Linked DNA regions of Mus musculus: regions 1, 2, 3, 4 and 5 are each linked to region 6. A link is a contact called in public ChIA-PET data. All regions are on one chromosome and are shown on one strand. Each heading gives the region's core, a stretch centred on a gene start, on an enhancer-like site or on the middle of the called end of the contact. The rest is flanking DNA. Distances are from core to core; before and after follow the strand shown.

Region 1 (4,712 bases), core at 1,819-4,318, 430 kb before region 6:
TTGCCTGGTACACACAGGAGATAGGAGGAGCATTTACCACCACTTAAAGAAAAGGCTGGTGACATCCTCATGGTTACCTCACTCCACATGACAAGTTAACAGTGTCTTGTCTCATGGCCAGCCAAGGACAGTAAGCCAGCTGGGATGGGAATCCTGTCAAGACCACTGGTATCTCCTAACAAACTGCTTTCTAAGCTGTGACACCTGTTCCTATGAGAACTCACTATCTGTGAGTGTTCTCATAGGAACAGCAGAGTAGCCATAGGAAGGTAACTTGAAGCAAATACATCCTGACTCTGACATACTGCCGAAGCAATAGGGTGCTTCATTATTTCTGCACACATCAAAACTAAACTGGCCAAAGAGAAGCATACATGCTTTACTTTAAGGGCTAGCTGGGACAACTGGCCATCAGTTTGCCAAATATCTAGTGCTAATGTAAGCATCTGTCTGCTCACTGAGTGGTTACCCTGTGAGTCTGTTGTTTAATTCAAGTCGAAAGTGACACTTTGTTTCTTCTTTAATTTGGCCTGCTTTAGAGAAATTGTTTACCACCTGTGACCAAGGCAGATTTGCTGAAGATTTTTCTGGAGAAAGCAGAGGTGGAAACTGTTTTTACTCCATGTACCTTCATGTATTTGCTTTCATGAATGCAATGGCATTTGGGGGAGGTGATGGAAGCTTCAGGAAGTGACACTTTGTCACTTAGTCACTGTGGCCATGCTGCTAAGTGGATGATGAGGTCCTGTTTGCTTCCTCTTTGCTTCCTGACATGAGCAGTTTGCTCCAGTATGTGTTTCTCACCATTGCCCTGATGATTAGGCACTGTCACCAGAAGCGCAACTGGAATTGCCCTATCCTAGATCGCAACTGCCAGAACCCTCTGTGCAAACAATCGTCTCTTCTAAGTGTTTTGTATTAGCAATGCAAAGCTAACACAATGTATTACAGAGCCTAGCAGACAGCATCCCTTCTACAACTTCAATTTTTTCCCAGGGGTGTCTATTAGTAGAGATTTGGGGGAATTTTACTTTCTGGAAGGTTGAGTGGAGAATGGAGGGCTGGGAGACACAGGGAGCTTACCTCCATGTTTTGGCCACTCTTGTAAAGCTGTGGCTCTCTCAGCAGCATGTCAGCTGGAACATCTTTATCCAGCACCCCAGTCACCAGCTGGGGAAGTGATGAGAAGAGCAGATTAAAGAAAATCAGATACCACTGATCAATCATGGCAGATGCAGAAAAGCCACAGTAAAACTGGAACCAAAACAAGAGACCCACAAACATCTGCAAGAGAGAACAAAGGCATTTAGAACAGTTTTTGTTTGTCTGTTTCTTTATTAGTTTTATTTTGTTTTTGCTGTCACTACTGAGACTCATCTAAAGGACCCAAGATCCTTGTAGAGATTTTCTGTAGGTTAAGTGACTAGGCAGTGATTTCTTCCCAAAAGGCAGCCCTAAATTCCAGCCTTCTTGTAGCCTGCCTCATACCCTCTTCTACCACAACCTCCTATCTTCAAGAGACTTGAAACAGGAATTTAAAATTCCTAAGAACATCTTAGGGAGAGATGAGATTTTTGTGCCAGAGGAGTTGGAGATGATCAACATTAAACAATCAAGGTGTGACTGGGGCTTATAATGGCTCACTTTTCAAGGGGGCCTGTGGCTTGTTCCTTGGGGCTTTCATTTTCCTTTCTTCCCAAACAACTACCCTAGGATAGATCTCTGAGCCCATGTCCTCTTGTTTTCCCATTTTCTTTGTGTTTTCTTTTCTCCTCCTTTATTTGGGGGTCGGGGGAGACAAGGTTTAACTATGTGGCCCAGTCTAGCCTTGAATTCATGATCCTCCCATTTTTACTTTCTATTTGAAAAAGAACAGTGAAAAATTATCAACAGCTCCCATTAGAGGAAGGCACACACAAGTGCAAGGCCAAGATACAGATGTTATGAAGCAGAGAGCCTGAATAGCCTGCTCAGCAGTGCTGTGGGTTAGGTAGGTCTTTCTACTTTCACTGGATCAGGTTGTCAGTGGCTGGGCTGCATTTACATGGGGAGCATGGCAGTCTGATGACAGATATAAAACACTGTGGTCCAGATCTTAAGTGTCTCCCAGAGGCCCCTAAGTTAAAGCTCTTTTCCCAGATCGCAGAGCTATTTGGAGTAGTGGTAGTCAAAACAGGTGGGCCTAGTGAAGGGAAGTCAGTGAGGGCATGTCATTAAACAGAATACTGGAAACCCAATTCCCTCTGCCTCTCCGAGAACCATGGGGTAAGCATCTTTATTCCCATCATGATGTGCTGCCTCACCATAAACCCAAACCTCTAACAGTCAGCCAAAATAAAAACCGTTTCCTTTATAACTTATTTATTTCACTTATTATAGTATAGTGATACAAACCCAACATATAATGTATTTTCAGACTCACTGTGTAATCTGGCATAGATCATATCACCCTCTCTACTTCAGTTTCCCTGTCCATGATATGGCCATACCACTGAGACCTACATGGGGCTGGAGGTGGGGGATGTTGAGAAGTAAAGGATCTGATACCTTAAAACACTCATTAGATCTCTGGAATACTGTAGCTCTTGTCAGAGGCATACTCTTCCTAGCTTAATGTCTTCATTTCCTTCTTTGAGGCTCACACTCAAAGTCCTCTTAACATTTACAGAAATGAGATATGAAAACACTTGATCAGAGTATGAGCAATACATCCAACTTGTTCAAACACATGAATCTTGGCTTAAGGTGCAGGGGACCAGTCTCCAAAAGAGATGTGATAGAGTGGATGAATGTTCCACTGAGCCCAGTGAGGGTTCTGAGCTACAGCTCTTCATGGCTCTTGAAAGAGTTGCTTTATGTCTCCAGCTCTTGGCAGAGCTACTTTACCTGTCTCTGGGCTTTAGTATCTAGCCTAGAAAATTGCTTCTGAGGATCAGAAGAAATGCTAGTCCATGTGGGTGGAAGCGATGACTAAATCCCCCAAGTTACTGTTTTAATCTATGACTTAAGTTTCCTAATATGCAACCTTCCCCCCTTCACACAAACCACTGACAGTCTTGGGCTTTTCATTGATTTTTCCCCCCTGCCTTCCGCCCACAGCTCACTCTTGCTCACCCGCCGTGGGCTCAGCCTTATGAGTCATAGTAAAGCAAATGGAGTCAAAGGGAACAGGAAGAAAAATACTCAGATAATTAAGAGCCCCCTCTCATCGTACCAAAGAGCTTTATTCCCAAAGCTCGGTTACTATGGAAACTGTTCTTCTCTGCTCTTTATTGGAAAGGCCATTTTATTCTTAAAATTAATGACTCTCTCCTGTGAGGACTGATTACCCTTGAACTCCTCATGTGGATAAATGCTCTTAACAAAGCCCTGCATCTTACATGAAGGAAAACAGGCTAATTCTCCTCCCTGTGTTCTCCAACAAAGGCAGGCTTAACAAGGTGAGCAGAAGGAGAGTGTACACATGTCAGGCTGCCACTTTGGCCTCGATTTACCTCCAAAACTTTGGAAAGCTTACAGTATGTTATTCTCACTACCTTCTCAAGTTGGCAAACCTGAATTGGGAATGACAGAGATAAGCTAGCTTAATTCCTAGTTTTGTTTTGGGGAGATTAAAAGAAACTATAACCCAAAGGTGTCAAACAGACATGGTCTACAACTTATGAGGCCTCAATTTAGTTTTTTTTTTTTCAAGTTTTTGATGTAGGGTGAAAGCAATATGCATTCACCCAAATTTTGAATTTTGATTGGTTCTTTGCCTGGGCTTTATTCTCTCATAAAATGATGGATAGTGGTTTTGAGCCAAAGCTCCCAGCTGTCTGCAAGGTAACAATGTTGCAGGGTTCTGTGCCACAAAGCTATGATAGTAGTTGATCTAGGTGGACTGAATGTGTTTTCCATTTGTGATATTTTCAACTTGTAATGGGTTGTTATCAAGACAACAAAACCCTACTATCGGTTTAGAAGCAATGTGCTTAAGTTGCCACTAAAAAGACTGAAGTAAATGAGGCTGCATTCCATTCTGGCCTACTCTACAGAGGCCATTCACTTCTGCAGAGGGAATTGGGAAACTCTAGGCTCTGGGTATCTGAGGATGCACCGTGCTGGCAATTCAATACTGGCTTACAATGAATGGACACATAAACTCACAAGGTCAGAAACAGCACAACTTTTTTTTTTGGGGATGTGGTCCCAGGCAGAGTTTAATCTGATTTAATTTCTAAATCTACTCAATTAGCCATATCTTGATTGGTTCTGAGCATCTTGTATTCATTTGTTAGAAGACATTTTGGTAATCAGGCCAGTGGGTGGGAGAGGTTAGGAAAGAAAATGTGTCAGTTTCCAGAATGAACCATTAAGAATACAAAGGAGCTATACTGACATCAGCTTAGAGTTAGCATGAAGGTTTTCATTAGAAGTCATCCATAAGATGGAACACAGGGTCCCCAATGGAGGCACTAGAGAAAGCACCCAAGGAGCTGAAGGGGTCTGCAACAACATTATGAACTAACCAGTACCCACCAGAGCTCGTGTCTCTACCTGCATATGTAGCAGAAGATGGCCTAGTCGTCCATCACTGGGAAGAGAGACCCCTTGGTATTGCAAACTTTATATGCCCCAGTACAGAGGAATGCCAGGGCCAAGAAGTGGGAATGGGTGGGTAGGGGAGCAGGGCGGGGGTAGGGGGGGAGGGTATATGGAAATTTTGGGAT
Region 2 (4,344 bases), core at 829-3,328, 270 kb before region 6:
AGGGGGATAGTGGTGGCCCACACCCTTAACCCCAGCACTCAGGAGGCAGAGGAAGGTAGATCTCTGAATTAGAAGCCAGCCTGGCCTACTGAGTGAGTTGTGGGTCAGACAGGGTTACATAAAGAAATTGTCTCAGAAAACAAAACAAAAAACAAAAAACAAAAAAAAAAAGAAGAAGAAGGAAGGAGAAGCTGCTGGTCCCTGTGGTTGAATTAGGGAAAACCTGGAAGAAGCTGAGGAAGAGGGCTACCCTGTAGGAGGACTAGAAGTCCCAATTTCCCAATTAACTTGGACCCCCGAGATCTTTCAGACACTGGACCACCAACCAGGCAGCCTACACCAGCTGATATGAGGCCCCCAACACATATACAGCAGAGGACTGCTGGGTCTGGGTTCAATCAGAAAAGATGCACTTAACCCTCAAGAGACTGGAAGGCCCCATGAAATTTAGAGGTCTGGTGGGGTGAGGGGTGGGGACATCCTTGTGGAGAAAGGGTGGGAGAAGGTATGGGATGTGGAAAAGTCGAAGGGTAACCAGGAGGGGAATAAAATCTGGAGTGAAAAATAAATTAATTAACTAATTAATTTTAAAAAGAACTAATGAAAGAGAAAAAGAGAGAGAAGGAAAGAAAGAGAAAGGAAAAAGAGGGGGGGTGGAAGGAAGGAAGGAAGGAAGGAAGGAAGGAAGGAAAGAAGGAAGGAAGGAAAAGATGGCTCGTGGCATGTCCCAGCACTGGGGAAACTAAGGAAGGAAGCTCATCACTAGGTCATCACCCTGAGCTACATTGAGATCCTATCTCAAAAACACTGCAGCAAGGTGGAGAAAGAAGAAGCCTAAGAAAAGGAGAGGCAAAGGAGGACAGAGGGAGAGAGAGGGGCACCGGCAGGGTCAGGGAGAAGGAGCAAGGAGACTAAAAAATGGTACCCAGACTGTGGCGGGATCATAGCTAACTTAAATGGATGGACTGTTGTTTTTGCCTGACCTTCAATCTAATCTGTGCCCGATGAATCAGAACTTTTTGTCCCAAAACATCTATTATCTAAGACCAAGCTATAAATTCCTGTGTGTTAAATGCCATGGTGACTTGGCCAAGGATTGAGGCCAGGACTTCAGGTGATCATATTCTAGGCATAGGGTAAGGGCAGATGTGGATGAAACTAAACACGTGCAACCAGATGCCAACCATTGGTTCGTTCTAGTTTAGAAATTAAGTTTAGTGCTAATCTGGAACAGGGGACCTGTGTGCACCCCTGCATCTTTGAGGATGAATGATTTTCACCTGGCCCAGGCTACTCCGCGGGCCATCCTGGACTCGTGCAAGTCACACTCAACACCCTTTTTTCGGATGCTCAGTTTGGCTCACCTGCTGAAGACAAGGCAGCCCAGGTGGTTGATTTCATGGTCCGAGCGGTGTCGGCTGTAGTCCTCCCACAGGTCTTTGATGGCTGTGACCGCCAGAATGAAGAGCACAGGCGCCAGTGCCAGGCCCGGCTGGAAGGCGTTCACAGCCGGCACAAAGTTGAGCAGCGCGATGAAGACGAAGTACACATTGGCTAGGCGGTGGAACTGCTCGAAGAGATTCTTGGGCAAGAAGGACAGCAGCGTGTACTTGGTGGTCTTGAGGCGGTTGTCGGCCAGGTGCTGGATGCAGCCGCGCATCAGCAGCCGCTCGCCCTTGGGGGCTCCGATCGTGGAGTCCTCGGTGCCCAGAGGCGGTAGCAGGTTGGAGCGCACCGTGCGCGTCCTGCCCTCCCAGCGCCTTCTTCGCGGCCGCCGCCATCCCGAGGATGCGGACTCTTCGGCCGCCGGGAGCTCCCGCTCCATGGCCGCGTGTCGCCGCGCCCGGCTCCTCTGCCGCTCGCGCCAGCCTCCTAGGTGATCATCGCCCGCCGCCCGGGCGCGGCAGCGCGGACTCCCCTCCTGCGGGACGCACAGACACCACAGTCAGCGTGCCGAGCCCCGCCCAGCCCGCGCAGCCTGTCCAGACTTCCAGGTCTACTAGTCCCCGCGGGCAGGAGGTCGCGGGCCGGCTCGGCGCTCTTCCCCTCGCAGTCCCCTCCCGCCACCCAGGCGGCCTGGGCGGTTTCCGCCGAGGTGGCTCCTCTGCCCCGCCCTCACTCAGCGCCCAGATTCAGATTGGGCGGATAGCGGGAAACAAAAAGAGCCCGCGCTGGAAACTTTAGAGAGCTTTACTTTCGTTTCTCTGAGGCATCCAGTTTAGTCCCAGAGAGTTTGCAAACTCACTGTGCCACTAAGAGAGGAAGACTGAGTATCAGTTCGCCCCATCCCCTCCTAGCCCGCGCGCTCTAACTAGAGCAGACAGACTTGATCCAGGACCAGGAAATGTTGTCTGGAGAGCTGGTTTAGGACCTCCTCAAGGCTGGGTCATTTGAAGTTAAACCCAGAATCCTTAGTATACCGATTTTCCAGTTTCCAAATTATGTTTTGAAAAGCGCATTGCCACCTAAGTACTCTCCATAAAGTCACTATTTCTGTCCCCCCCCCCAAAAAAAAACAAAACAAAAAAAAAAACAAAAAAACACCCTACCCTCCAGCTTGCACTTACTTTCAGATATAATTTTTTGGTGAACTGGAAATTTTCTTTTTCTAGAATTACCTTCAACATTCTTTGTTCCCCAAATAGGACTTTTTTTTAAATTTCTTCATAGAAGAGAAGATTATAATATAGATCCAAAGAAACATTTGGGTCACTGTTTCCCTGCCTGGTAAACAAGGACTGAGATTCCCTAGGGCAGTTTTGTTCTAGAGATCTAGAAAAAGACTGGGCAGAGAGGGAGCCTGATGGGCAGCTGAGGGAATGTGAGCAAAGGGTTCCTTTCCTGTTGATGGGAGAGAGGAGTTTACATACATTGAATATTGGGAAATTGAAGGTGACTTTGGAAGGAGCTGGGAAGCATACTACAGGTGAAGTAGGGGCCCACAACTTCCACTCCGTGTGCCTCTTTACAGATACAGAGATGAGAAATGGGGATATTTGTGGTCTAGGAGAGCATGGCTGGCAAATAAATGAGAAATAACTTTGGGGTACTTTGTGTTCAGATTTGAGGACCTTAGCCTCTTCCTTTAACAGGCTAGTCCTTCCTTTCTCTCCCTACCTCAGCACCATTTGCTAGCTTTGGGTACTTCCTCTGAGGGTCCTGATCTGGCTTTACTGAAAAATCACTTGTCTTTTCCTATCCCTCTTTTTGGGTGTCCAACCTTGTGCTCCTTGGTTCACATGCTACCCAGCTATTGGAGGTTATCATCCTTGACCAAGCCCATAGTAGTCAATAGAATCCAGCATTAGAAGAGTAAAGTAACAGCTACGGAAGGAAGGAAGGAAGGAAGGAAGGAAGGAAGGAAGGAAGGAAGGAAGGAAGGAAGGAAAGGAGGGAGGGAGGGAGGGAGGGAAGAGAGAAGGAATGAAAGGGAAGAGGAGAGGAGAGGAGAGGAGAGGAGAGGAGAGGAGAGGGGAAGGGAAGGGAAGGGAAGAGAGAGAAGAGAAGAGAAGAGAAGAGAAGAGAAGAGAAGAGAAGAGAAGAGAAGAGAAGAGAAGAGAAGAGAAGAGAAAATTTCCCTCCCTATCAAATATCCACTCCCAGTAAGAGGTTCAAATTTGAAGGGTGAAACCAAGATAAGAAAAACATTGGGCTAAAGTGTCTGCATTTCCCCCAAAAGAACTCTCATCTCAGGGTTGACAATCCTAAGCCAAAGATTAGGAGAAAATCCAGTCTTTAACACCTGACTCTGCTTTCAACTCCATCATCTAACCTAGTGGAGTTCCAGGTCGGCCAGTTCCTTCATTCCTTGGCGGTCGCTTGTCTTTACAGATATTCCAGGATTGCCCCACAGCCTTCAAGTCAGTTGACCCCCTTTTAAGATCTGTGCTTCATTCAGTCCCCACTGTCAATGTAGTCACATGAGCACTTTATTTCATTTCCTTACCCTCAAGCTCCTAGGAATCCCCCGTTGCTTTCAAAGTCAAATGCTGACTCCTCAGGCAAAGGTCCCTTGAGGACCTCGGGGAACTGGCACCAGATGCTTTAACTCTGCACCTTCTAGTCCCTGCCAACCCCAGGGTGAGAGGCCTCCTTACCCTTCTCAGAACAGACCGTGTCCCCCCGTCTACATTCCATGCTAAGATTCCAAGATTCTGTGAGTCACACTACCCCACCAGTCTGGAATCTTCTCTCACATACTCTTAACCAATCCAAATTCAGTATTTCTAGTTGGTCTTAGCTCATCTTACACACACATACACGCATGCATGCATGCACATACACATGTACACAATCCCAGGTTTTGTGGGACTTTTGAGCTTAGATGTTGCCCACCAGACGAAT
Region 3 (4,941 bases), core at 1,287-3,786, 360 kb before region 6:
CTACTTCTCATCCTACTCTGTCCAAATGACAGCTACATTTACCTTTCCTGAATATGTATTGTGCTGTGCACAGGTCATATGGAGCACCTCAACCATCCAATCCCCTTCAACCTCAAAAGGTCTCCTTATGGACCCCGTCCCATGTGTGTTAGGAAGGAAGCCCAGCTTCCACATCTGTCACGGAAGCAGACTCCTGGAGCTCAGGCTCCATTCATTATCCTGCAATCCTGGAGCTCACTCTGTGTGCTTAACTGCAAAGGGTCACAATGCCTCTGCCAAACCACTAGGAGAACAGCTAGGTTGGGGATCAGAGCTGTCACTTAGTGAGGCATCAAGTCACAATGCATCAACCAAAGAAAAGTATTTCAGAAATAATCTAGCAAGGGTTTTGTCAATATTCCAATTTAGTGCAGACTCCCTTTCAAACCAACGGCCCCTAAGTGAGCCCCATAGTGTAGTATTGTGTGTAAAGATATGTATATGCATAGACATTTTGCTCTTCCTGGATTCTCGGCACGCATAGGTTCTCCTTAGGCTGTTTTCTTTGTGCACGGTAATCAAATAACCTGCCATTTGCTCTGGTCTAGGGATCCATTCCTCTATTTCACCAGAGAGCTCAAAGTGTGTCTTTCTAGTGAAATTCTTGAGCCAGAGTTCCAAGGTCAGAGCTATTATTTAGGAATGACATCCTGGCAGCTGCTGCTGCAAAGCATGGACTGCAGAGACTGAGACTACACAGCGTAATGTAGCAGCTTGGGAAGGCAACGGAAGGAGCCAAGCTTTTGTGTTCAAACTGCAGGACAGGCCAGACACAGCGTGTGTGTGTGTGTATGAAATAACGCAGGTAGGAAGCAGAAGGCACATGAGGTAGACAGTCTCTGGAGCCTCAATGCTGGGCTTGCTGTGTGACTAAAAAGTGAGACCTCTCTAAACCTAGATCCTCGCTCGGAAGACAAAGAAGCAACCACACAGTGCTTCAAGCATGGACCCTTTAGAACCCAGGGAAATCTTAGGACATGACCTACCTCACAATAGTGGGTCAAAAGGTCTATTCTACTATTACTCTGTATTAGTCAGGTTTCTCTAGAGTCACAGAATTTATGGATAGTCTCTAAATAGTAAAGGAATTTATTGATGACTTACAGTTGGCAGCCCAATTCCCAACAATGGTTCAGTCGCAGCTGTGAATGGAAGTCTAGCAGATACTCAGTCTCACGCAGCAAGCAGGCGAAGGAGCAAGAGCAGGCTCATTGAGTCCTGCTACATGGACTCAATAAGCCTGCTGGGTCCTGGTGAGGATCACGTTCTGATTGCACTAGCAGTAGCTCGTGTGTACAGGTAAACAGTGGCCACCATTTCAGGGAACGTGTACCTGAACACACAGGGTCAGAGAGACTTCAGAGGCAGGACTGAGCTTGATCGGGAAGTGACTAGACCACTAATAAAACGCTGTCAGTCAAGACCCAGCCCAGGAGAGTGGAGAGAGGTCAGAACTAAACCTTTCCCAGTGCTCGTGCCACAGTTAACTGAGGACATTGGGTGGACAGTGCAATCAGAGGAAAATTGTTCCCTTTGCTTAAAACAGTGCTCATGCTTTCTGATGCAGTTATTTCACAGATGCAGTCTTAGAAATACAGGCTTATAATGCGGCAGAAAAGCAGGGGCCCAAGCCATAGATGTGCCCCACTCCTCCAGTCCAGCAGCACCCTGCCCACCTCCAACACAAGGTCAGGCTTCTAAACGGACTCTCAGCAGATCTGTGCTTGCTATTTTTTCATTAACTGTGGGAACAAAGCAAACCAAGGCCCGGCTCTTTTTGTAATGTAAAACAAACACCAACTTGGGAAACACAAGATATCTCTTCCAGTGGAAATTAGTCTTCCCTCAAGGAAATCCTATAATAAAAAGTATATTCTAGCCAGGGGTTGAAAGGTGTTCTTTCACTATTTCTACAGAAAAAAAAAAAAAAGAAAAAAAAAAAACAAAAAACTTGAGGAAAAAGATTCTTCTGTCTTGGCAACTAATAGCTTGACATTTAACACATCTCTAAAAACAAACAAACAAATAAATCCATGTAGCACAAGTTCTGAATATTGTTCCATCACAGATTCTGGCTCCTTATGATGCCCTGTCATTCCCAGATTTTAGTAATTAGCACATTAATACACAGACAGTCAGCTTTCTGGAAGAATGGAGCCATATATTACTGAGCCAAGGTTCTCTTCTACTATTGCTGATTTTTCCGGCCGGAAATTCATCAAGAAAAGGCACTTTCCACCTCTGGGAGCAGAGTGAGCTTGAATGAGCTCATGGAGATGACCAATGTGACTGACACTGCACATGGAGTAAAGTTCCCTCTGAAAATACACTGATGGTTGAATTGTGCCTCTTTCAAAGTCCTATGCAGAACTACCAAATATGACTGTATACATGGAACAAGCCTTTGAAGATGTGAGTTAAAATGGAGTGTTAGAGTAGGCCCTGACCCATTGTGACTGTCTCCTTATAAAGACAGGAGATGAGGTCACAGAGGAAAGAACCAGTGAAGACTAAAGAAATGGCTACCCACAAACTGAAGAGAGCAGCTCAGATGGAGCCAACCCTACCAAGCCCTAGCCAACCCTACCTTGACCCCTAACGTCCAGTCTCCAGGACTGAGAAAATAAATTCAGGTTTAAGTTCCAGAATGTGTAATTCTTGATTTTAGTAGTCTAAAATATGTGTGTAGGAGACCTCAGCTATGCTGCCCATAACTAGAGCTGTAAAAACCCTTAGATCTGGCAGCTGAAACACGTCAGCAGGTGTCTCTACTCCTAGCTCCTCCAGACCGAAAGTGAAAATGAGCAGAGATGACTGAGCAGTGCTGGGCCCTGCGGTCTAGAAGCTGGGATATGAGCCAAGAGTATCATTCATACCTTCATATGAGGCATCACTTTCTCTTGGCAAGACACAAGCTGCCTTTCTCCTCCATTCCGCTGGACATTTTCTGTTAAGACTTAACGGGTGAGTTTCTATGTTGCTTAGTCTATGTTGAAAGAGTTGGCAGCACTTAGGTTCCAGAGGACCAAAATGTACAATAGTCTTGAAGTCATTAGCACAAGAAAAGACTTCCTGAACAGAATTCCATTCGCATATGTACTCAGATCAACAGTTAATGTGTTAGTGAAACTAAAAAGCTACGTACACCAAAGGACACCACCATTCAAAGGTACAGGCTACACATTTTTTACCAACTCCACCTTCTACAGAGGATCAATATCCAAAATATATAAAGAACTCAAAAAAAAAAAAACCTGAACATCAAGAAAACAACCAAATTTAAAAATAGTGTATAGATCTAAACAGAAATCTCAAAAGGAGAAATTCAAATGACTGAGAAACCCTTAAAGAAATGGTTAACATCGTTGGTCATCAGGGAAGTGTAAATCAAAACACTTTTGAGATTTCATCTCACATCAGACAGAATGGCCAAGATCAATATAAGAAATAGCAAGTCATGCAGGCAGCAATGTAGAGTAAGGAGAGTATTCATCCAAACTTGTACAGCAACTAGGGAACTCAGGCTGGAGGTTCCTCTGGAAGCTGGGAAAGGGTTTACCTCAAGATCCAGCCATACTACTCTTGAGTATATACTCAAAGGAACTTTCATTCTGTTGCAAAAAACACTTGCTCAACCATGGTTTCCTTTTGGTTTTTGTTTTTTTTTTTTTTTTAACTTTTTGTTTTGTTTTGTTTTTTTGTGGCTCTCCTCATAATAGCTAGAAACTAGAAGAAAACTAGATGTCCATCAATAGATGAAAGGATAAAGAAAATGAGATACATTTACACAAGGGACTATTACACTCACTGTTTAAAAATGAAATCATGAAATTCATGGGTAAATACATGTTACTAGAAAAATCATCCTGAGTGAGCTAACCTAGACCCAGAAAGACAAATATAGTATGCATCCTCCTATATGTGGATGCTAGTTGTTAAGTCATTGATAAATTACAAACCATATAATCACTGAGGCTAGGTACAGAGTAAGGAGGTAGAGAGGAAGGCTGTATCTTCCTAGGAATAAGAATAGATAGTTAAGGATGGACTTGTAGATGGGGGAGTGAAATGGGAAGATCAAATGGGGGAAGGAGGAAAGAGAGAGCAAGAGAGGAAATACAGAGAGGGATGCTAAAACTAAGGGCCATGTGAGGGCTCATAGAGAATCCTAATATAGTAGAAGCTTCCTACTGTATATAAATATATAATGGAGATTTAAATGATATCACCAAATAATAGGCGGGAGAGAGTCCAACTGAACATGTCTCATTACCAAAGAAAGTTCCCAGTCTGGACTTGGCTACATCTAATTGAGTTGCTGGTTAATAGAGTCCCATGGGAATCTATGAGTAAGATCAGTGCCTTGCTCAGCCATCAGAGACGCTTTCTCCTTTAGCAAATGGGAATGAATACAGAAACCCAGAGCCAGAAAATATGCAGAGAATAAGAGACCTTGAAATCCTCCACAATAAATGGGATGCCTCCAACAAATCCCTCAACAACAAATCTCAAGGCTCATGGAACTTGGTGGAAGAGGAGGTGGAAAGTGTGTGAGCCAAAGTGAATGGAGAACAAGGAAATATGGCCTTCCAAGCACAGCACAAGAGATGCGCATAAAAACTCAGAGACTGCGGCAGCGTGCACAGGGCCTGCATGGGTCCGCACCAGGTGGGCTCCCAGAGCTGAAAAGAGAAATGTACACATTACTGACCCAAAATCTATCTCCAACTATTTGAAAAAAATTAGTTTTTCTCAAAGGGAGTCTCACTGAAGAAACAAAACACTCTTAAGGGCAGGCCCCATGCTCAGAAGTAGACAGCCAACAAAAATGAGTTCAGTGGCATTTGGGGAGGGTCTTTGTCTCATAATGTTGAGTCAGAGCATCTTTTTAAAAAATAAAAT
Region 4 (5,000 bases), core at 248-2,747, 320 kb before region 6:
CAGAAGTTGTAGGCAGGGTGAGTGCTATAGCCCTGTTAGATACACAGACTCAAATGAGATGCTACAGACTCAGTCAACGCTTGCTCTCATAGCCTAATTCAACACCTATTCCCTCTGAAACGGATCTAATCATAATTAGGAAGAAAATCCATTCACAGTCATACCTAGTTGTGAACTCTGTGAACTCTAATAATGACCAGCATGGCAAGCTATATCTATGGGTATAAGAGTGGCAGCCGGGCATGGTGGCGCACACGTTTAATCCCAGCACTTGGGAGGCAGAGGCAGGCGGATTTCAGAGTTCGAGGCCAGTCTGGTCTACAGAGTGAGTTCCAGGACAGCCAAGACTACACAGAGAAACCCTGTCTCGAAAAACCAAATAAATAAATAAATAAATAAATAAATAAATAAATAAATAAATAGAAGAGTGGAATGTACATTTTGGGGGTTAAATCTTCTTCCTTATTAAATTTAAAGCCCACACCACAAGAAGGAAACACATACCTAAGTACTGAAAATCTGACCAATACCACATGCTTTTAGAGCTCATAGGTCCAGGGATGATCCTATTACTATTATTTAGGTAAATGGACCTAGTATTAAACTGTTCCCTGAATCATATCCCTCCAGCTACAGATTCGTGCACTCTCAGACTTCATCAGCAAAGTTTGTTGATGCTGTCAATAGTGGTTAACCCAGAAACTTAGGACTGTTCTAAGTGAAGAGTGCCAGGGGAGAGCTTGGCCAAGTTGGTGAATCTCAATCACACTTTCATCTCTAAGACTTAAAGACCATCATGCAAGAGGAAGCAGAAAGAGTGTTAAGAGCCGGGGTCTGGGGAGGACCAGAACGAAAGTGTCTTCTGGATATGATAAGACCACTATACTCATTAATTCACAGCATCAGTGGTTGCCTGCATAAGACCTGCAAAAGATCAAGCCAGTCAACATTTTAGCATGAAATAAAAACAGGTTCTGTGAGTTCCCACCCCTGGCTGGGGAGCTATGGTTATCTAATGGTTTTATTCCATTCCATAGATAGTTTTATTTATTTATCAATCTCAATGGATAGTCTTACACACACACACACACACACACACACACAGATTTAAATAAATGCAATATGGACTTATTTAAAGAGGACCGCAAGTTGAGGGGATAGCATAGAGAGATTGGATGGATTAGGAAGAAGAAATGGGGAAGAGTTGGAATGAATCTGATCAAAATACATCATATGAAATAATAAAATATTCAATAAAATACTTTATATGTACACACACACACACACACACACACACGGCAGAGTGAATGTTTCCTAAGATTAAAACTGGAAACTGTGGGCTGGGCTTGGCTCCTAGCTGAAAGGTAGGAGTTAAAACCACAATCATTTTTCAGGTTAATGTCTTTTTTTTTTTTCACTGCTCTCTTAGTTTCTGAGTATTGGCTGGCAAAGACCACGGTATCCATCACACTCAAAACAACAAAGCAGGAAACAGGAACCGGCCCGAAGCTTCTTGCCTGCCACAGAGAGCCTCTGTAGTTTCATATCGTGCTCTGTACACGGGACAAAGCTGTTTGTTTCTGCTTTGTAATATGCAGTGCTGTGTTCTACTGCTGAACAATCACTCTAAGGAAATATTACTATAAAAATAAATACATTTCTCTTTTCATTCAAAGCGGAGGAAGATAGGCAGGGCGCCGTGAGCACACCCACAAGCCTTCCCCTAGAACACTTTACATTTGTTCCTAAGTCTCTAAGAATGTTTTGCTGATAGTATCTAAGTCTTAATTTATCTACAATCAACCTGATTCAAGTACAGAGGAAAAAAATACTCATTTTGCTCCGTTTTTGGTTTGGATTTTGTGGGGGGAGGAGGGGAGCAGGTTGCCTTTATTTTTCTTTCAACTCATGGGAACACACTATTTATAGTATTATTTTCTCTTGGCAGTCAAATACATTATTAACCTCTGAACTGGATATTTTTTAAGAAAAAAAAAACAAAGTATAATTCTCTTATTTTTGACAGGATCTACTCCAACTCCTTCCTAGCAGAAGATGACCTTGGCAGACACACACCCACTTCCACTTCAGAGTGCTGGTATTACTGGTATGTGCTACCAATGTCCTTGGTTTTATGCGATGCTGGGGACTGAAGCTAGGGGTTCATGCATGTTGCAAGTACTCTAAAAAGTGGTCAAGAGCCCCAACTCCATATAAATTATTTTGCAGCAATGACCACACCTCACTTCTGACAAAGACGCCATTACAGCCCATGATCTACCCACCTACAACAAACAAGTGACACATTTTTAACTTGTGTTTTACACGTTAAATGATAGAAACATAGATAATGATTCTACTGTAAGGCCAAAAGCATGTCATTTTCATGTCAGCCCATTTCCTTTCCTGTAGTCTTCTGGAATAAGACAAGGAGCATGGCAGTACCCTGGTCTCAAACTCAGCAACCATAGAGCTTAGGGTATAGAGGGAGCAAGGGAGCAAGAAGTTGCAGAGTGAAGCCCTAGAAAGTACCCTCTTGGGGTCTTCAGAGGGTTCCACCGGAGCTTTGGCCAAGTCTTAATGAGGAAAGAGAGGAGCAGGAGTCAGAGATGCTGAGTTGAGCATCTCCACAACAGTTCTAGTTCTCACCAGCCAGGAGAGATAAATCAGACATTTCAGAGGCCAACAGGTGAACTGGTAGATACTATCTCAGTCGTTGGGAAAAGTAAGCCCAGGAGAAAGGGCTGCTTGGATCCCACCTAGGCAAAGTGCAAAGGAGGCCTCCAGAGAAACAAACAGAGTATGCTAGCTGATTCTAAAACCCCTTGGGAGTCTACAGCCATACCACCCTGAATGTACCCAGGCTCATCTAAAAACCACTCAGGAATCTGTCTATACTGGAGCATAAATGACCACAATTCAGTAAGGCACAGTGCACCATGGGAGCCTCTAACCAAAAGGTGTTAGGCAGGCATGCAAAAAAAAAAAAAAAAAAAAAAAAAAAAGAGGCAGGAAATTGTACACACTACAGAGGGTAAGAATCTATGAGAGAAAGATACAGAAATGTCACAGATGGTAGAAATGACCTGACAGGGGTGTTGGGCAGCTGATGTGTCCACATGTCTGAAATGTCAGAAGAAAAATTCAAGCACGTTCAGACATGCATAGAATGCATTTTTAAAAATACTTTTAAGGATGTGAACTAACTGTGTAGATTTAAAAATCTATAAAGATAAATCAGATTAACCGATTATAAGAACAGAGGGGGGAGAGAGAGAGAGAGAGAGAGAGATCCTGAAACTGAGGAAGCAACGTGAGTGACATGAAAATCAAAAAGAGCAAGAACAGTAAGCTGATGCAGTTGTAAACAGAAACCAGGCTGGGGCTAAAGAAATAATTTTCAAAAATTTCCAAATATGATGAAAAACTACAGCCACAAATTAAAAATGTTCCATGAATTCCAAAGTGGGGAAGGGGTAGGGGAGGGGAGGGGTGCTAGACCCAGGCTCACAAAACTGCTGAAAATTCCACAACTAGATTGTAAACATACAAATAAGTAATGATGTTCAAGGAGGGAGAGAGAAAGACAATTACCAAACCTCCTAACAAACAATGAAGCAAAAGGAGACTGAAAAAAAAAAAAAAAACTTAATGAAAAAAAAAAAAGAAAGATGAATCCTATAACTTTCTACATTAAAAATGTATGTTCAAAATGAGAGAAAGATAAAGACATTTCTAAACTTATTTAAAAAATGGACATAACTTATTAAGGGCAAACTGGCAAGATGGACAATTAAAGTTAGTCCTTTTCAGCAGGATTAAACCAGTCTGCAAGAATCTGCAAGGGTGCCAGGGAACAGAGGGTACCAGACTGGAGATGGTGCCATCTACCTAGTTTCTCTGAAAATGGCTGCTGATCAACACCATGAGTCATGGATCCAAACCCAGTTGTCTTTCATCATCACTGTCTGAGGTAAGTGGGACTCTGTGAAGTATCTATTTCCTTGTGATCCCTAGAGATGCTGAGTTGTAAAACTGGCTTGACGGGAGTCAGTTTCTTCAAACAAGCTATTGCACACTGCTTTTGGCACTATATTCTTTCTAGTTTGGGAAGTCATTTTGTGTCTACGACAAGGTGAAAAGAACTAGTTTTAATTTCCCAGACGAGGGCAAGGACACAATAAAGATGGAGCCTGCTGTATCACATGGTACTATGAAGTCTGTCAGAGTCTGGGATTGTTTTTGAAAATAGATGACAACATGTGCAAATATTTGTATTTCTTTTGTATGTACACAATGTGCCTTAGAAACTGGAAATATCCATCTGGTTTGTGAACAATAAGGTTGTAAGAAAGTTCTCTTCAGGGACCAGAATGTCCTTTTAAAGAAAATGATGCTACAACTGAGTTCCAGATAGTTTAGTTCTGCATACCTGAACAGAATACCCTCCACTCCCTATACCCAAGTCACAAAGCAGAGGTTTAATTCCATGAAACCCAATTATCCAGTACAAACATCAAGGCCAGAGATAGATGTCCACCACACAGTAATGGTCAGCTTTAGGATTCTGACTAGAGGAGATTAGCAGCACCCTAAATGATTACCATGACTTCCAACCAAAGATCAAGGAACTGTGTGCAAGGGCTTTATACCACAGACAGGGCATTCACATGTTCCAGAGTCCACATGGATTCTCTTTGTATATGTACACAGCCTTCTCATGCCACACAAGAGAGAATGTAGCACAAGTTTCTGAGTCTACCACTCCTGAGACCCCATACAAGGTCTATCATATGGGGCACTGGGGCACTATGATAAGCAGTCAACAAGCCCAAAGTCCTCTAAAAATGGCTATCAAAAACATACTTATGAAAATCTCCATGTCTAATTTGTTGGGAAACTCAGCCAATACTGCAACTACAATAGGCCCATCTCCCAGAGTGAACTGTCTTTTTCGGACACACAGAGCCAAGGCCCCTGTTCCACAAGCTAAACTCTCA
Region 5 (4,417 bases), core at 538-3,037, 290 kb before region 6:
TATGCATATACACAGCAAGATGACATCACTAGAAACAGGCAGATTAACATATCCATCATTTCTAGTTCGTTGTTGCTTAGCTTTCACCTCCCAAATATGCTCTTTTAACAAACTTTCCGTTTACAACACAATATTACTACATTATTGAGTATAATCCCCCATGTTGTCTATTAAGTGCTTAGGCTTATACATTCGTCTCTCCCCATTTCACTGCAACACTATTCACAATAGCCAAGATAATAAATCAACCTAAGTGTTCAATGATGAATAAATAGTGTGGCTTGTAGGCACCGTGAACTACTACTCAGAATCTAAAGAGAAAGAAAATTTGTCAAAACATCACATGGTATTTTAGAGATTATGTATCTATTACCAACAAAAAAAATAAAAGGAAATCCTAATATTTATAACAACATAGATGAACCTATGAATTAGGCCAGACACACAGAGACAGATACTACATAATTTTACTCAGAAATAGCAGCTAAAAATCAAACCAAACTCATATATATAGAAACGGTAGAAAGGTGGCTCTGGAAAGTGATACAAGTACTAAGAAGCTGTAATAATTACAGAACAAGAAGGCCAGGGGGGATGTCAAGGCCATAGAGATGGGCAACACTATGACTTGCACAGGGAAGAGTACAGACCTACCCTTATCCTCATCTAGAGTTGCCGGGAGTCCACCTCACTTGTTAGAAGGAGCTAGCCACTTGAAAAAGCACTTTATACATGTACTCAACCAGACATGCAGGTTTTCCTGAGGTAACATGGGTACTCATTGGCTCCAATTCAAACATAACAGAAACAGGTATAGTAGAGGATCCCTTATACGAGATGCTTGGAACCAAAAGTGGTTCACACTTAAATGTTTCCCATTTGGGAATGCTCATGTATGTGTAGTCACTATACTGTAGCACTGTGTCTTAGGCATGCCATCTGTCCTAGTTTGCTTTCTGCTGCTGTGATAAACACTGAGAAAATGCAACTTGGGGAGGAAAGGGTTCATTTGGCTTACACTCCCATGTCACAGACTGTCACTGAGAGGAGTCAGGACAGGAGCTGAAACAGAAACCATGAAGGAAGTTCCCTCCCCGCTTGCTTACTGGCTCGTTCTCAGTTAGGTTTTCTTACACAACCCAGGCCCACTTGCCCAAGTGACGAGTGACGGTGGGTCAGGCCCTCCCACATCAGGCTCTCACAGACACGGCAGCAGACCAATCAGGTTGAAGCATACCTCCAGTTGAGGTTCTCTCTTTTGGGTAATTCTGAGTTGTGTCAAATTGACAATAAAAACTAGCCAGCATAGCTCCCAAGTCCAAATGTATTTATAATTCCCCTAAAACAAACAGCATGAAGTGACTTTTATTCATTACTTGAGTGCACCTTCCCTTTGACCATAGTCTATCATTGTAACACTTTCTACTTCTGGCATCGAAAAATTTCTAACAACTGAATCCACAGTCCATGCTTGCAATCGAAGCACTCGTGTGGCTGAGAGGAAAAGCACTCAAGCTCAGGAGTGAGACCTAGCTAGGCTCCAGGGTCAGCAGCAGCTCAAGAGCAAAGGGGGCTTTGTGTTGTGCTCTGAGATGTTTGGACTAAGGATATTCACCCATGCAAGAGTGGTTTTTAAAGTGGACTTTTCAATGCACAACTAACACATCCCAAAAGTAAAGAGTGCATTACTCTGAAAAAGAATTCAAGAAGCTTAAGGATATATGGCTCGTTGCCCTGAGTTACCTGTCTACAAACACAGGAAGAAGACACTAGAACATTAGTCATCTGCCTAGCCATCCATTTCCTTTAACAAATGGAGTACAGGTGCCAGAATGTCAGATGGAAAAGGGCCCACTGTATATCCAGCTAAGTGATGGTGACACAGCCCTACCCCCATAAAGCCACTTTTGTGTGACCTTGTGGCCACATATTAGTGTGCAAGTCCAAGAGGCCTTTCCGCAAAAGGCTGTACAGTGTTAGAATTATAACCTCAGGGTTTGGCTCAGTTCTCCCAGCTATCCCTTTCATCTCCAGCCTGGAATAGACTTTTTCTTTAAAAAAAATTTGATTGAACAACTAAGTGTTATCACTCAACTTCAGATCAAGTTTTAAATTCCTCTCATTCAAGTACTAATCAGGCCCAACCCTGATTAGCTTTCAAGATCTGGCAAGTTCACAGTGTTGTGGCTGTAAATTTCATGCCCTGCATCTTGAAAGTCATTATGCAGTAAAGGCCCTTAGGGATTCTGGGGAGAAGCACCCCTCTAAGAACTGTGGCTCCTGATAATAGTACTGTCTGTGATATGTCCTTAAACTGTTTCCCTGAGCAAGCAAGAGAAAGATGGGAAACACTGCAGAGCACTAGTGTCCTAACTAAAGCAGCCTTCCTCACCATTAGTGATCAGCACGGTTTCAGAAACCTCCCCAACTGAGAACTTTCTCACCCTGCTCTGTGTTCAGTATATATCCATCTCAAACAGTAGGTGCCTCTCTACCCATAAGCTTTGCATTTCAGGAACATCTCATAACACAATAGAATAGTATTTCTCTATGAATGCTATGTCTTGTAGTAAGTGTGTTAACATGTTTACCTGGTGCCAACAGTGGTTCATATTGCCCTCCCCTCATTAACAGTTACAATGCCAACATCAAGAGTAAAGGGCTGTGGCATTCCTAAATCAGCACAGGGATAATGAGCAGTGTTTGTGCATTAGCACATCTCTTTATACCATAGCTATTTGACTTGTACAGAAAGGTAACATACTGGAACCTATGGGATGGCTCACAGGATAATGGAGCTGCCCGGAAGCCTCACCATATGAGTTTGACTCCTGGAACCCACAAGAACCAATAAGTTGTCCTTTGACCTCTTTAGAGTATACAGGAGCACACATACTCATGGATACACACACACACACACACACACACACAATGTAATTTAAAAATTTTAAAACGGTGAGATACAAGATGATGACAAGTACTCAAAATTCAACATTAACAAAACAAAGAACACAATTTGAAAACAAGCAAGACATGAGATAATTCTCTGATGAAGACAAGGGTGGAACAATAAGGGGTCATCCTGCTGACTGGTACCCTAGCTGTGAACCTGACATGAGGTACCCTGGATCTCCATGGGGCCTCCACAGTATCTTTTTTTAAGCTGTGCTGTGAATGCTTTTGTCTACACAGACAAGTGGTTCAGATTCTGATCTCCTGTGCCTAGGCTGGATGCACCTGGAGTTAGAACAGAAGCCCCGGACAGTTGTCCTCAGATCCTACAGGTCCCCTGCTATTATTATCCCTTGGCTTTTGATTGTAGCCTATTGAACTACTTCCAAGGTCAAGTTGTACAGGGAGGAGCAGGTTAAAGTGAATTGATACCATCTTGTTCTAGCACCAAAAGTCTCTGTTTTCACATTTTTCTATGGTGAACTGACAACAATAATAGGCCCAGCCCTCAGACATCTACCTCAGTCTGGGCTGGGTCAGCTACATTCCAAGTTTTACCACGCCAGCCCACACTGGGGTGTGCTGAAGCTTCCAAGGACTGCAGCTCCAAAAATGTTAAGACTCAGAGACCGGAGGAAATTCTTCAGTTCGAGGTGTGCAGCTTAACCCAGGTGGAGGAGTGGGCTGGAGAGATGGCTCAATGCTTGCTACAAGAGCCTGAGAACCTGAGTTCAGTTGCTCAGCCCCAGCTAACAGTGACTAACAGTAGGTATCTATCACCTCAGCATGGGTGGCACAGAATATTGCTTGCCTTAGTCACTTCTCTGCTGATGTGATCAATCACGATGACCAAGGCAACTTATAGTAGAAAGAGTTTATTTGTGGCTTATATAAATTTAGAGGGTTAGAGCCCATGACCATCAGAGTGAGGAAGAGCACTCCAGCAGGCAGTAGCTGAGAGAGTGCATCTGGAGACACAAGCACAAGGCAGAGAGAGCTAATTGGGAATGCAATGGCTTTAACGTTTGAAATCTCAAACTCTTCCTCCAGCAACAAATCTCCTCTAAGAAGGCCACAGCTCCTAGTCATTCCCAAACAGCTTCATCAACTAAGGACCAAATATTAAACATTTGATCCTGTATGGGATGATTTTCATTCAAACCACCAAGCTGGTAGATCCTTAGGGGGATTGCTGGCCAGCAACTCGGGCCTAATTAGTAGACTCCAGATTTAATGACCAATTCTATCTCAAAAAGTAAGATGGAAAGTGAGAAAAGACAACAAAGTCCTCCTTGGGTCTAAGGGTGGCTCACAATCACCTATAATTCTAGCTCTGGGGGGTATCATAAACTTCTACCCTTTGTGGGCACCAGCACTCATATGCACATATCCACACAGAGACACAGAAACATAATTAAAAATAAAAGAAATCTTTTTAAAAATGAGAAAGGGTACACAGTAACCA
Region 6 (4,901 bases), core at 2,312-4,811:
GTTATGAAAGCTTCTTTAAACTTGTTGTTAAAGATGGAATCATTTGCTCACTCATGAGACCCTACAATCATGGGTTTTTTTGTTTGTTTGTTTGTTTTGTTTACTTGGTTTTTGTTTGTTTGGTTGGTTTTTTTGCCATGACATGATGACATCTGTGGAGCTGAAGCCAGGGCCATGACTTCTGCCTTCTGGATTACCCTTTCTTTATGAATTGCCTGCAAAAAGCATAGTTCATTATGGTAGTATGAAGATCACTAATATGTGTGTATAAGCATTCCCTGTGTTTTGGAGTCTAGTACCACTGACAGAAGTCCTCATTTTTGAAAGGTAACTATTCATCTGAATTTCCCTCAGTAATGAAGTACAGTTGCTGTGAGAGCATTGAGTCATGCTGACAGTGAGCTTGTAGTCTTATGCCTGAAGTGAAGGAGGCACTGACTCCACGCCAGCGGTTAGTGAGCACAGCTGTCCCTGAACGTTCTACCTAAGTCATCTGTTGTTTGTCTCCCTTAGCTACTGGGCAGGCGACAGGCAGACACAACACCTCTAGTTTTGGATATGTGGCTGATCTACTTTCCAGCTACTTTTGGAATAAGGATGTTACCTGTGTTGTGCTGTTGTTCATGAGTTGGGCCCTGTACTTTGTGAAGGTTCTTGCCCCAGAAAGCTAGACTGACTTGTTTATGTGTACACAGCCAACACTTGGGAGAGTGGCAGGGCAGATCCTGCGTTCTGTCTATTTGTGCTTCTTGCTTTCTCTTTGACATTCACTGGAATCCAGTGACCTGATCTTTTCATTGGTACTTATTTGATGACTCCCGAGGCTTATATTTCTCACCATTTCCACCATGAAAACATTAAACCCCTAAAACACAGCACAGTCACCCTCAAGGTAAAAGCCATAACTGATTTCCTACCTTGTCCATGCAAGAACACAGCACAGTATTCAGCACATGTATGAAATTTTTTGATGGGTGGAGTTTCTTTCCAGTGATGTAAGATTACTGTGTTGCATGCCAGCATTCTGTTACTGTAATAAATGCCTGAGATAAATCAATGTAAAAAGACGAGGAGTTAATTTTATCTCACAGGTCCAGAGGTTTCAGCCCATGGCCATTTGGCTCTCTTACTTTTGAAGCAAGGTGTGGCAGTAAGTATGATGAAGATCCCCTACCCCTCATGCTGCTAGAAAGTGAGAATATGTATTATTATTAATTCTCTGGTCATACCATATATTTTGATCATATTCATCCTCCATATCTCTCTGTAACTCCTCCCAGATCCACCCCCAACTTCATACCCTCCAACGTTCTTCTTTAAAACAAAACAAAACAAAACAAAACAAAACAAAAACAAAAACAAAAAAGAAAAAACCTGTTGAGTCTAAATATACCCATATATTTTGCAGGACAAAAAACTTTTAGTTTCATGAGATCCCACTTATTGATTGATGGTTCTTTTTTCCTGGGAAACTAGAGTCCTATTGAGAAAGTCATTTCCTGAAGCTGTGTTTTGACTTGTACTCTTTATTCTTTCTTGTAGAACTGTTAGGGTTTCAGGTATAACACTGATATCTCTAATCCATTTGCTATTTATTTATGTACAGCATTAGAGAGAAGAATCATGATTAATTTTTCTACTTGTATATATCCAGTTTTACTGGCACCATTTTTAAAAGATCCTTTCTTTTTCTCCATTGTGTATTTTCAACATCTTTGTCTAAAAACAGGTGACTGTAGGTATCGGATCTTATATCAGAGCCCTTGGTTCTATCTCATTAAACTATCTATCTGTTTTTGTGTCAGTACCATACTGTTTATACTTTTTTATAAAATCACAGAACTATTAGAACATGGCCTTGGGACTTGGAAAGGGTCAGAAGAAATGAGGTTCCCAGAAGCTGAAAGTCACTTGTGGGATTCAACCTGGGGCTGTAGGGCAAGAGCTCTAAGCTCTTGTTCCAGCAGCTCTCTCAGTTCCATGGCCCTTGTTTGGTACATGCCCTCCTTAGGGTATTCCCAAGTTGTTGTAAAGCTGCCTGACTTGTCTCAGGTCTTCCGTCTAATGATTTTGTTAGTCCATGTTCAGCACCTTTAGTAGTTGTTAATCACATACTGGATAGTAACTTCTGGCATTCTAAATGTGGTCTGTGTCCTCAGCCTTTTTCCTTTTCAGTCTGATTCTCTAGGGAGTCTCCTAGCATGACCTTTTGCTTAAAACCTTCCATTCTTGAAGGAGAATCAGTCTTCTGCAGTGAAGAGCTTCCTGGTGGCTTATCTAATCTCATGTGGTTAGTCCTAAATATGTATCCGTAAAGAAACACTAAATGGATGCCATGAGATATGACTTACATTTGTATAAGCACAGACCAAAACAAGTCCATTTGTCACTCACAAAACACCACGTGTCCTTTCCTTGGCTAAGATTAGCAACTACAAATCCTTGTCAGTTTACATCACGTGGGTCTCTAGTTTGTTTGATTTTCCTATAAACTAAATTATTTGAAACCCTCCATTGTAGAATGTCCTCCACTCTCAAGTGGTATCAGAAGACAGCAGTCTTCTGCTTCTTTAGGTTTTTCCTTAACTTACCCAATCAGAAGCTGAATCATGTAGCTCATTTCTAGCCCTGCTAGCTAACACCCCCCACCCCCGTTTCTATATTGTATACACTCCCTTCACTGTACCTAGTCATCAACCTTTGTTAAAGCAAGTGTGACCTGCTGGTCCTTCATTAAATCACAGTGGCATAACACAGCCGAGGCAGCCTCAGTGCTGCACTGCTCTTACCTAAGCAGGTCTCCAATATTTCATAGGAAGCTTTTAGTATTGGGTTTATTTTGTTTTCTTGTGTGTTAGGATGTAGGAAAAATTTAAATTATACTTATTTATTTGCTTACTTGGGCTTTTTGTTTGTTTATTGATTTATTGTTGGGAAGGAGACTGGGAAGCATGCTAGTACCATTGCACCTATGAGGAAGTCAGAAGACAAGCCTCTGAAGTTGGTACTATCATTCCATCAGAAGAGTCCAGGGGACCAAACTCAGGTCATGTGCCTTGCCACCAAGCACCTTTACCCTCTAAGGCATTTAACTGACTAGTAATTTTTACTTACTCATCCTTAGTTGTATTTTTTCTGTCTCAGCATTGCATTCTAGCATGTAACATGTGGTAGTCTAATACCCTTTTTCCAGCATGTGTATCTTGGACCCACGATGGAGATGCTTCATCTGTACACTTACAAGTACTGAGAGAGTAAAATTTTTCCTAAGTAGGATCCTGAGGAGTAGGTTAGCCTAGGATCATCTCAAATCTTTAGCCTTTTTTTTTTTGTATGCCTGAAGTTTGTGCTTTTTGGAACTTTGTTAGAAAGCTTCTAATTACAAAAGCTTAACTTTACCAACTTCCTAAGATTAAGAGCACACAGGAACCACTACTGCAGACACACAGTATTCTTGGTATAATTGTACCTGCCCCATACTCAGATTCTGGTTCATGTTTTGTCTGCCCAACTCTAACTCTCACTCTGGGCGCATCTTTTTGTCATAGTTTCACTAAGATGACTCAAACCACAGTGCCAACCTCAAGAAACCGTTGGCATACACAAAGTATTCATCTGAGAAGCACTTCAGAATAGGAAGAAAGCCTTGGCTGATAGGAAAAAGTGGCTCCCACACAGGTCCTTCTGAAACAGCTAAGCTGATGAAAACTGTGGAAGATGACCCACTATGAAACATGTTTAAAAAACAAATATTTCTGAAGACTCACTATGTCTTTGCTGACAACTGTAAGCCTTTTATTCCAGACATGACTGTAAATAATATATTGTCCAATGAGTCTCTGCTCTGGATTTACATTGTGCAAATCTAGACACTGAATTGAAAAAAAAAACTTTACAAGAGATTTGCTTAAAAGAGAGCTGGCTGAGTTTCACAAGGGAGGCATTTCTCCTCTCATCTTAGTCTTGTGGGCGTTTTGATCTTATGTCTTGATGCTCTCAGAACCCCCATTCTGTCAAAACAGGCTTTCAGAAGCTCTTTGCTGAAGCCATATAAATGACTTTCCTCTTTCTTTCAGAAGAAAGATACATTTTTATTTTTAATTATGGTGCTGGGGATCACTCCAAGGGTGTGGGGAAGATAAGTACTCCAGCACGCAGACACATCTTCACTGACTCTCGGTGCCTTTCTGAAGGCTATTTCTCATCTTTCTTCTCCCTTATGAGAAACTTGATACTGTAACTTGCCAAAAGCGATTCATTTCTTCTCAGTACACTCTAAGAGCTTTAATACAGCTATATTGTATACAAACATGTCTTAAGAAAAGAAGAATAAAAGTTTTCATATTATCTTCTCCCATGTACAAAGTCCATAGGCATTATGATAATAGAAATTACTACCGAGAGACAATAAGAGAATATTCACCAGGTAGTGGTGATGCACGCCTTTAATCCCAGCACTGGGGAGACAGAGGCAGCCAGATTTCTGAGTTGGAGGTCAGCTTGGTCTACAGAGTGAGTTCCAGGACAGTCAGGGCTACACAGAGAAACCCTGTCTCAAAAAACAACACCAAAAAAAAAAAAAAAAAAAAAAAGAAAGAAAGAAAGAAAGAAAGAAAAAGAAAAGAAAGGAAAGGAAAAGAAAAGAAAGACAAGAATATTCACTCTTAAAGAAAAACTTTGAGTCTGGAGAGATAGTTCAGAGGTTAAAACACTGGCTGCTCTTCCAGAAGGCTTAGGTTCAAATCCTAGTACGCACACGACAGCAAATAACTGTACTTCCCAAGAATGCCATGCCCTCTTCTGGACTCCAAGCACACCATAAGATTCACAGACACACATACTATTTTTGTGACTTACTCAAAGTTTAAAGTTTCATGTGTGAATTATTATTCAGTTGCACA

Evidence for each region. ChIA-PET counts read pairs in DNA pulled down with a chosen protein or histone mark.
Region 1: a contact with region 6 is called in an RNA polymerase II ChIA-PET map of memory CD8 T cells, with 3 times the contacts expected there. The contact joins two enhancer-like sites. A contact is called at or near these places in 2 of 484 Hi-C or Micro-C datasets (Th1 cells and regulatory T cells) and 7 of 115 datasets of contacts at active chromatin or transcription factors (CD8 T cells, the NIH/3T3 cell line, bone marrow-derived macrophages and 4 more).
Region 2: a contact with region 6 is called in an RNA polymerase II ChIA-PET map of memory CD8 T cells, with 116 read pairs. The contact joins the promoter of Atp10a here to the enhancer-like site in region 6. A contact is called at or near these places in 1 of 15 datasets of contacts at CTCF or cohesin (CD8 T cells), 3 of 484 Hi-C or Micro-C datasets (CD4 T cells, CD8 T cells and double positive thymocytes), 6 of 115 datasets of contacts at active chromatin or transcription factors (CD8 T cells, effector CD8 T cells, forebrain and 3 more) and 2 of 9 other capture datasets (adipose tissue and liver).
Region 3: an RNA polymerase II ChIA-PET map of memory CD8 T cells shows a contact between it and region 6, with 69 read pairs. The contact joins two enhancer-like sites. A contact is called at or near these places in 4 of 39 promoter capture datasets (the 3T3-L1 cell line, the C10 cell line and hippocampal neurons), 1 of 15 datasets of contacts at CTCF or cohesin (the NIH/3T3 cell line), 12 of 484 Hi-C or Micro-C datasets (the AML12 cell line, CD4 T cells, Th1 cells and 8 more) and 7 of 115 datasets of contacts at active chromatin or transcription factors (the NIH/3T3 cell line, bone marrow-derived macrophages, double positive thymocytes and 3 more).
Region 4: a contact with region 6 is called in an RNA polymerase II ChIA-PET map of memory CD8 T cells, with 63 read pairs. The contact joins two enhancer-like sites. A contact is called at or near these places in 4 of 39 promoter capture datasets (3T3-L1-derived adipocytes, liver, pre-B cells and 1 more), 2 of 484 Hi-C or Micro-C datasets (CD8 T cells and ventral hippocampal neurons) and 3 of 115 datasets of contacts at active chromatin or transcription factors (CD8 T cells, effector CD8 T cells and memory CD8 T cells).
Region 5: an RNA polymerase II ChIA-PET map of memory CD8 T cells shows a contact between it and region 6, with 52 read pairs. The contact joins two enhancer-like sites. A contact is called at or near these places in 5 of 39 promoter capture datasets (3T3-L1-derived adipocytes, embryonic stem cells, hippocampal neurons and 2 more), 2 of 484 Hi-C or Micro-C datasets (both in CD8 T cells) and 4 of 115 datasets of contacts at active chromatin or transcription factors (memory CD8 T cells, microglia, pancreatic cancer cells and 1 more).

What each region holds. Positions count from the first base shown.
Region 1 is chr7:58,820,872-58,825,583 of GRCm38.p6, reverse strand. It overlaps Atp10a (ATPase, class V, type 10A), which reads right to left. Exons shown (of 21, transcript NM_009728.2): 17 at 1,084-1,284. Among named protein-coding and RNA genes, the nearest start is that of Gm39019, 92 kb to the right of the region's middle. Within about 2 kb of position 3,068, at least 83 of the 459 cell types and tissues checked have an H3K27ac peak or open chromatin away from gene starts, as enhancers often do. A contact at or near this core is called in CD8 T cells, effector CD8 T cells, memory CD8 T cells and 1 more, where this site is marked.
Region 2 is chr7:58,655,936-58,660,279 of GRCm38.p6, reverse strand. It overlaps Atp10a (ATPase, class V, type 10A), which reads right to left and starts at 2,078. Exons shown (of 21, transcript NM_009728.2): 1 at 1,365-2,078. The coding sequence starts at 1,825.
Region 3 is chr7:58,748,041-58,752,981 of GRCm38.p6, reverse strand. The region is part of intron 2 of Atp10a (ATPase, class V, type 10A); the gene reads right to left. Among named protein-coding and RNA genes, the nearest start is that of Gm39019, 19 kb to the right of the region's middle. Within about 2 kb of position 2,536, at least 98 of the 459 cell types and tissues checked have an H3K27ac peak or open chromatin away from gene starts, as enhancers often do. A contact at or near this core is called in memory CD8 T cells and regulatory T cells, where this site is marked.
Region 4 is chr7:58,708,493-58,713,492 of GRCm38.p6, reverse strand. The region is part of intron 1 of Atp10a (ATPase, class V, type 10A); the gene reads right to left. It overlaps Gm39019 (a long non-coding RNA gene), which reads left to right. Exons shown (of 5, transcript XR_003946773.1): 3 at 2,027-2,107; 4 at 3,817-3,973. Among named protein-coding and RNA genes, the nearest start is that of Gm39019, 20 kb to the left of the region's middle. Within about 2 kb of position 1,497, at least 77 of the 459 cell types and tissues checked have an H3K27ac peak or open chromatin away from gene starts, as enhancers often do. A contact at or near this core is called in CD8 T cells, effector CD8 T cells and memory CD8 T cells, where this site is marked.
Region 5 is chr7:58,683,506-58,687,922 of GRCm38.p6, reverse strand. All of the region lies in intron 1 of Atp10a (ATPase, class V, type 10A), which reads right to left. Among named protein-coding and RNA genes, the nearest start is that of Atp10a, 28 kb to the right of the region's middle. Within about 2 kb of position 1,787, at least 109 of the 459 cell types and tissues checked have an H3K27ac peak or open chromatin away from gene starts, as enhancers often do. A contact at or near this core is called in CD8 T cells, memory CD8 T cells and regulatory T cell precursor, where this site is marked.
Region 6 is chr7:58,391,656-58,396,556 of GRCm38.p6, reverse strand. No RefSeq gene overlaps it. Among named protein-coding and RNA genes, the nearest start is that of n-TEttc7, 5.2 kb to the left of the region's middle. Within about 2 kb of position 3,561, at least 25 of the 459 cell types and tissues checked have an H3K27ac peak or open chromatin away from gene starts, as enhancers often do. A contact at or near this core is called in CD8 T cells, effector CD8 T cells, memory CD8 T cells and 2 more, where this site is marked.